Linked DNA regions of Hordeum vulgare: region 1 is linked to region 2. The links are chromatin contacts, called in public Hi-C maps. All regions are on one chromosome and are shown on one strand. The core of a region is the stretch at or near the end of the contact, and the rest is flanking DNA. Distances in the headings are between cores, read along the strand shown.

Region 1 (3,593 bases), core at 342-2,841, 350 kb after region 2:
TTTCATAATTTGTTCTCAGAATTCAAAAAATATTCCTTATTTAAAAATTTATTCGCGCTTTCACATTTTTTCAGGGTTTTTCAAATTTTTCCTCTTTTGGAAATTTTATTTTTAAGATTCAAAAAATATTCGTGCGTTAAAAAGTTGTTCACGCCTCCAATATTTGTTTAAGATTTTTCAAAATTGTTATTGAATTTCGCAAAATGTTTTTCATCATATACAAAAGGAAAATAAAAAGAACTAAAAAGGAAATAAAAATAAAATAAAAAACTAACAAAAAAAAGGAACACAACTGGGTTGGTCCAGTCGGGCTCCCGCCCTGTACGGTGCAGTAGTAGCTGCCGCAATGTGCGCAGGGAACAAAAATTAGAAAAACCCCGAACTATCTTGAGAATGAAAATTTCCAAAACTATTTGAAATTTAGAAAATTTCAAAATATGTTCTAATTTTCCAAAAAAAATTGGGGTTTTTCGCAAAAATTCTACTTTTCAAAATTTTGTTCTCAAGATTCAAAAAATGTTCGTATTTTAAAAAAAATTACGCGCTTGCAAGTTTGTTTAAGATTTTTCAGAATTGTTTTCAGTTTCAAAATTTGTTCACGGTTTTTCTAAATTGTTCTCTATTTTCAAATTTTGTTCTCAAGATTCAAAAAATGTTCGTGCTTTAGAAAATAGTTCTCGCTTCCAAATTTGTTCAAGATTTTTTTTTTGAAACAATCAGGAAATATTTCTGCTTTCCTACACAGATATACTGGATTTTCGGAAAATGCTCTCCATTTTCAAAAAATGTTCTTCAAATTCGCAAAATGTTTATGCTTTTTAACAAATATTCTGGATTTTAAAATTTTGTTAATATTATAAAAAATGTTCTTGAACTACGAAAAATGATTTTACTTTTTATAAAAATGTTCTGAATTTTCAATAAATGTTCATAATTTTAAAATGTCTTTCAGAAAATGTTCTTGTTTTCCAAAATTTCTTCTCAAGTTCGATGAAATGTTCGTGTTTCCAAAAAATGTTCAAGTTTATGAATTTGTTCAGTATCTTTGAAAATTGTTCTCATTTTCAAATTTGTTGTAAAGATTCAAAAAATGTTCATACTTTTAAAAAGTTGTTCATGCTTCCAAATTTGTTCTGGTTTTTCAAAATTGTGCTCTGTTTGAAAATTTTGTATTCAAGATTCATAAAATGTCCGTGCTCTAAAATATTGCTCGCGGTTCCAAATCTGTTCAGAGTTTTAAAATTTGTTCTCAAGATTCAAAAATTGTTCGTGTTTTAAAAAATGGTCGTGCTTTCAAATTTGTTCTTTGATTTAAAAACATTCATATTTTCAAAAAATAATTGAGAAATTCAACGTGTCTTCGTTTTCATATAAAAAAGGAAAACGGAAAGAAAAACATGTCACAAAAGGAAAAAATGAAATAAGTTCAGGAATTTTAAATTATGTTTGTCGATTTTCAGAAAGTTTCAGGAATTTTGAAGAAAGTGCACTAATTTCGAAAATGAAAATCCACGGGCTAAAACAGTTCACGGGCTAATAAAAGTTCGTGAAGCATCACTACATGGGCCGGGCCATTGCAAACCGCTGTAGGAGCCGGTTTTTCAAATAGGGTGTGCCGGAGTTCCCAGGTAAGAGCTCTCAACAACGTGTGACTAACAATGTTGCTTTGCTTTGCGTGGGCCGCTTAGCGTTATAGCTACCAGCTTTGCTTTGCCTGGGTAGTTGTAGTCTTTTAAGTTGGTTTTTGTGTTTTTAAGCCATTCGCGTGCTTGTGGAAACGAGGCGTCATTCTTTTTACGCTTTGTGTATTCATTGTAAAAACTATAGCTAACATTAAAAAAAAATAACTACCAGGTTGCATGTATTCCCTCCATGTGTAACCGAATACTATGCAGTCAAAGTGCAAAGTACTTTCTGCCCGTTTCCAAAGCAAGTGCTAGTTTTCACAGTTTTGTTAAGTTTGAGAGGTTCCCCATGATCGAATTTTTTTCATCTTTTTCTCTATTTTCTATATCTGCTTCTTTTTCTTTTCCTTTTTTTTGGTTAAATCCATGAATAAGATTTTCATGAGTAATTTTATAAATATTTTTAAAGAAAATTGTGAAATCTTTCCAAATTCGGTAATAACTTCTATAAGGAATTTCTGGATCACATCTAGATGATTTTTGAGGATGTCTCATCAAAGGTTGTCATCACTTGATTTGGTTTCTCTAACTTACGTTCAAGCGCTCGATTCTCTCGCGAGTCGATGTTTTATGTGTCGCACATTAGTTTGCTGGCGTGTTTGCTTTCAGTTTTGTCGGCTCATTATCGAGGCGCGTTGGCAACTCGCTTCGATGTGTTGTTTCTAGGCGGCAACATAGAATTGGAAAAGACAAGAAAAGAGAAGCTCTATCACGGTCGTTTTCTTCTTAGTTCATTTTGACATTGTCTCTCTTTTTTTAAACATCATCAATACGGGATTTTGCAATGTTTCATTCAAGTTGTTATCAGTTGGATCTTGCTGCTTTAATTTTCGCGTAAAGCCTTGCTCTTGCGTCGTCGACCAAAGTATTATTGTGTTACCTTGTTTCTTTTTTGTTCATTTGCTTGCTCGTTCGTCTTGTATGTATGCTATTTTGTGGAGCAATTTTCTGTTTGCCCTCTCTTGTGTCTATTTTATCTGGCATGTGTTGTATAAGTTGAAAGGCATGTTATATTGCTTGTCTAAGTTAGAAGTCTATCCTCGACTCATAACTCGGTCCATAGTTTGTTTTTCATCCATGTTCCAAGTCCACCCTCGAGTCATAAGTCGGCTCATAGTTTGTAGTTGTCCTAGTTGCATGTTCACCCTCTACTCGCAACTCGCATCGTAGTTTTGTGTAGTTGTTCCGGTTGCAAGTTCATCATGAACTCGCAACTCGAGTTGTGTTTGTTTCATGAAAGTTGAAAGTCGATCATTGGATCACAATTGGGCCCGTGGTTTGTTTTTCATCCCAGTTGCAAGTTCACCCTCGACTCTGAACTCGCCTCGTAGTTTGTAGTTGTCCAAGTTGGAATTCTACCCTTTACTTGCAACTAGCATCATAGTTTTGTTTAGTTGTTTGAGTCGCAAGTCCATCCTTGACTCGCGACTAGACCCATGGTTTGTTTCATCCCAGATGCAAGCCCTCCCTTGACTTGCAACCGGGTGTGTTTTGCCTTTCATCCCAGTTGCATGTTGACCCTTGACACGCAACTAGGTCCATGTTGTTTCATCCTAATTGCAAGTTGAATTTGACTCGCAATTGGGCTCATAGTTTTGTAGTTGTCCCAGGTGAAAGTTCGCCCTTGACTCGCAACCGAACTCATAGTTTTGTGAGTTGCATCCCCACCCTCGACTCGCAACTCAAGCATGCGTTTTGTTTTTCATTTGAGTTGCATGTACACCCTTGACTTTCAACTTGGCTCATTGCTTGTTTCATACCAGTTGCCAGTCGACCATTGACTCATAACTGGGCTCATAGTTTCATAGTTTTCCCAATTCCAAGTCCTCCCTAGACTCGCCACTTGGATCGTAGTTGTCTGAGTTGCAAGCCAACCCTTTACTCGCAACTGGAGCATGTGTTTTCTTT
Region 2 (3,749 bases), core at 492-2,991:
TTGGTGAAGTAGTTGTGCTGCAGGCTGGCCACCCACGTGCTCCACTTGTGGTCGTAGTACCTGTTCACCTGGTCCGACAGCCCGGAGAGGTAGCTGTCGTTGATGTCGAACACCACCTCCAGGCAGAGCCGGTTGAACAGCTCCGCCACCTCGCCGTCGCTGCCCAGCCAGTGCTCGATGATGCCCCGGTCGTGCAGGTACTTGACGTCCTCCGCCGAGTTGATGAGGTTGTCCATGAAGATGGCGTAGGAGGTGATGTTGTTGCCGCCCGGCGTGGCGATGTCCATGTGGCACTGCTCGAACGCGATCAGGTTCAGGAACAGCGCCTTGGTGCCGTCGTGGATGAGGATGCGCGGGATGTGGAGCACCCCCTTGTCGAACCTGATGTCCCAGAACCGGTCCGTGTTGCGCCGCCGGCACCGGATGCCCGCCTCCCGGAGCTCCGACACGCAGTGCACGAACTGCTGCCGCCGCTTGTCGGCCACGCGCCGCAGCCCGGACCACTTCTTCAGCCACAGCCGCGCCGCCGGCGGCGGTGTGGGCTGCATCCCGGCGCGGAGGAGGCTGCGCCGGAACACGTCCAGGCAGTGCAGCATCGGGTCCGACAGCGGGTCGAACGCCGCGTCGGCGTCCACGGACGACTCCAGCTTGAACCGGTCCTTCCGGTGCAGCGGCGTGTCGGTCGGCATCAGCGGGTCGAAGAACCGCACGGCGAGGCTGGCCACGGCCCCCGTCTGCTCCGGGTGGCCGAGCTGGATCCCGAGCAGGAGGTCCAGCACGAACAGCGGTATCTGGTTCTCGAGCAGGATCATGTCGTTGCGGATGGCGTGCATGGCGCCGCGCATCGCGAAGACTGGGTCGTGCCGCGAGTAGCCCAGGTCGTCCACGAACCCCTTGGCGTCGTCCAGCGCGCCGCGGAACAGCTCCAGCACGAAGGTCCCGTCCAGCACCAGGCACTGGGCGAACTCGTTGCCCGGCATCCAGGCGACGCGGCCGTCGTAGCACGACCTCACACGCTCCTCCATGGGCCGCAGGGCGTCGAGGTAGGCGGTGACGTCGTGGCCCGTGCGCTTCAGCACGTGGTGCAGCGCGCGCCACTTGTGCCGCTCCATCTCACGCAGCCGCCGCTTGCCGGCGTGGAGCGGGCCGATGGACACCACCTGCGGCATGTAGGCGCGCTCGTCGCCCTCGCGGAGGGACTTGGGCACGCGGTACACGGACAGCCGCGCCCAAGGGCACGCCGCCTCCTCCGCGCGCGCCTGCGCCAGCTTCCCGCGGATGGTCACCACCCATTCCGGGTCCTGCGGCTTGGGGCTGTACGCCGGTGACTGCGCCGGGATCGCGGCCTGCTGCTGCTCCCGGTCTTGGCGCGTCAACGTCTCTGCTGCTGCCCCCGGCGTGGCGTTGGTGACGAGCAGGCTGCGGGGAAGCGCCTGCCAGTGCGGCGACGGGGACTTCTTGATGTTGGCGTCGACGGTCTCCTTGAGCTTGAGCGTGATGAGGTACCAGCTCAGGACGTCCTTGTTGAAGACGGCAACCATTGGCGAAAGCTTGGCTTGGCTGGCCGGCCTGCTGGGTGCAGCGTCTCCTCTCGTGGTTACCAGGTCTCACTGGGCCCGTTATAGACAGATCAAGGATGGCAAGCAACGTGCAGGATGATGATCTTTTTGGCTCGAAAATTTAATGGCAGATAATGATTGATGATGGAGTTATCAATGTGTTGCTTATTCGTGCTGTACTGAAATATTGGAATTTCCTTAAAAAAAAGATCATTTTTAGAAAAGAAGGTTGAGCCCTGGCCTCTGCATCGAATGATGCATGCAGCCATCTTTATTACTTATTCAACAAAAAGAAAGGATCATGGTTGTTGTGGCACTGACAGCGTAGCGTATGCCTCAACTGGCCTGTATGAATTAATCGGCAACGAAGAAAAATCATAGGTCACGTCAGAGGAATTTGCTTACTTCAAGGCATCCAAACATCGCTTTTGCTGTAAGATTCAACCAATCACGTCATCCTAATCATGCTCCAAGCCCTTGATGCTCCGACGTTTTCATCCAAATAACGGATATGTTTAACTAATACTCAATGTCATGTTTGACAAGCTCTTGACAGTGAGCCTACTGCCTACCGATGATCATTTGTTATGTGTTATTGTTGCACGTCAACGGTGCACCAATGAAATGGTCGGCGTGATGGGCCCTTCGCTAGTGGCCGAGGCTAGTGCGCGACATAGAGCTCAGGTGAACAGATGCTTTGTTGAGGACCAAAAAAGTTGGCTAGCCACCCGGCGCAAAACGGGCATCAGCTCCAGCCACCTCACGCCGTGAAAAGTAAGGGGGAGCAGAAAGTCGACGGCGATGAGGAGTGTGGAACTGTGGATGTAAACGGCGGATTTGCGATTTCTAGCCGTTGGGTGTCGTTCGGAAGTGGGGAGTGACGGGGTAGTGGGACGCACGCATGAACTGCATGCATCAAAGCAGCAGAAACTGCGGCCCACTGACTGACCACTCCGTGCCCATTACCGACGAGGCAAGGCCTACAGTATGTGGAGAGTCACTGCAAGGACGTTGATCAGGATGGTCATGGATTGTGGTGGCCGGAGCCTACGGCATTAACTTGGCACGATTACTACCAGCATGGGTCTCTCTCCAAGTCAGTGTCCGTGGCAGGCAATGATCGGCCGCCATTACAACGATTCAAATCGTCCGTCCCTCCGTTCGGATCTGTATGGATCGGCATGAACAAAAGTTGATGCCCAACGCGTTGATCCAAACATAAACCGCGTCCTTTTCGCGTCCATGCGGATTCATTTTCGGTTTAAAATTGCGTCAGCGCGGACGTTACGTGCGCTTTCTCATGTCCGCGTCCGTTTACACGTGGCGCTCGGCCAAAGCCGGCGTCATTTTTATTAATAACGACCGTCCATCACGGGTCCACGTGTTAGTGACCCATAGGCGTCCTTTTTTAATTCGAGCGTGCAGGGGATGAGGGTCTGTAACACCCATAGATTTTTAATTTAGAATTTTGAAGTGTGATATTGGAAAAAAAATACCTCTTTTTAAATCTTTTAGGAAACTTGATTCTTGAGAAAACTTTTTATAAGATTTCTTGAGATGACTTTTGGTTTGACAAAACTTTCTATCCGGTTTTTTGTTGTGGGATTTTTAGTTTTAGTTTCTAAGAAACCACAAATTTGGTTTATGCTTGAATCTCCTCTCTAAAATTCTCACTCATTTCTTCTCTCTCCTAATTTTAAAGTTTTCACCCCAATGACCCTCCTCTCTCCCGAGGACATCATCTAAAACAATTTCACAAAGTTTTGGATTTGTTTCTTATTTTTACCTATTTTAATTATAACTCAAAGCATTATCTGTAATCATTTTTGAACCTCGAATATTTGCAAAGGAGCTCATAGTTCCCTTTAGTTTCTAACCCCAAATAAGCTATTCATAATAGCCCTAGGTACCCTCAGCCTATTTCTCCAAAAATATTTTGTTTTGCAGTTCAAATAATTCAAAATTTGTTTGACTGAAATTTAGACCAGAATTGATCTTTTTGATGAAAACCCATCTTTTTCGGCCCTAAAAATTCTGAATAAATTTAGGCGGCCCCTAGAAGCATTGAGAAGCCTCTCCACCAAGTTTCAGCTCAAACCTCATTTTTCTCATGCCATTTTCATTATGTCGAACATCTGGCATGCACTGATTCGGTGAGTGATCAAATCTGAAGACAATCTCGCGAGTGAC

Evidence for each region. Hi-C and Micro-C count contacts between places; a contact is called where the count stands out from the background.
Region 1: a Hi-C map of leaf shows a contact between it and region 2, with 3 times the contacts expected there. The contact joins the enhancer-like site here to the promoter of LOC123427189 in region 2. A contact is called at or near these places in 2 of 6 Hi-C or Micro-C datasets (leaf and seedling).

What each region holds. Positions count from the first base shown.
Region 1 is chr2H:551,767,655-551,771,247 of MorexV3_pseudomolecules_assembly, forward strand. No RefSeq gene overlaps it. Among protein-coding and RNA genes, the nearest start is that of LOC123427191, 43 kb to the right of the region's middle. Within about 2 kb of position 1,592, at least 2 of the 3 cell types and tissues checked have open chromatin away from gene starts, as enhancers often do. A contact at or near this core is called in leaf, where this site is marked.
Region 2 is chr2H:551,416,820-551,420,568 of MorexV3_pseudomolecules_assembly, forward strand. It overlaps LOC123427189 (UPF0481 protein At3g47200-like), which reads right to left and starts at 1,742. Exons shown (of 1, transcript XM_045111169.1): 1 at 1-1,742. The coding sequence starts at 1,541.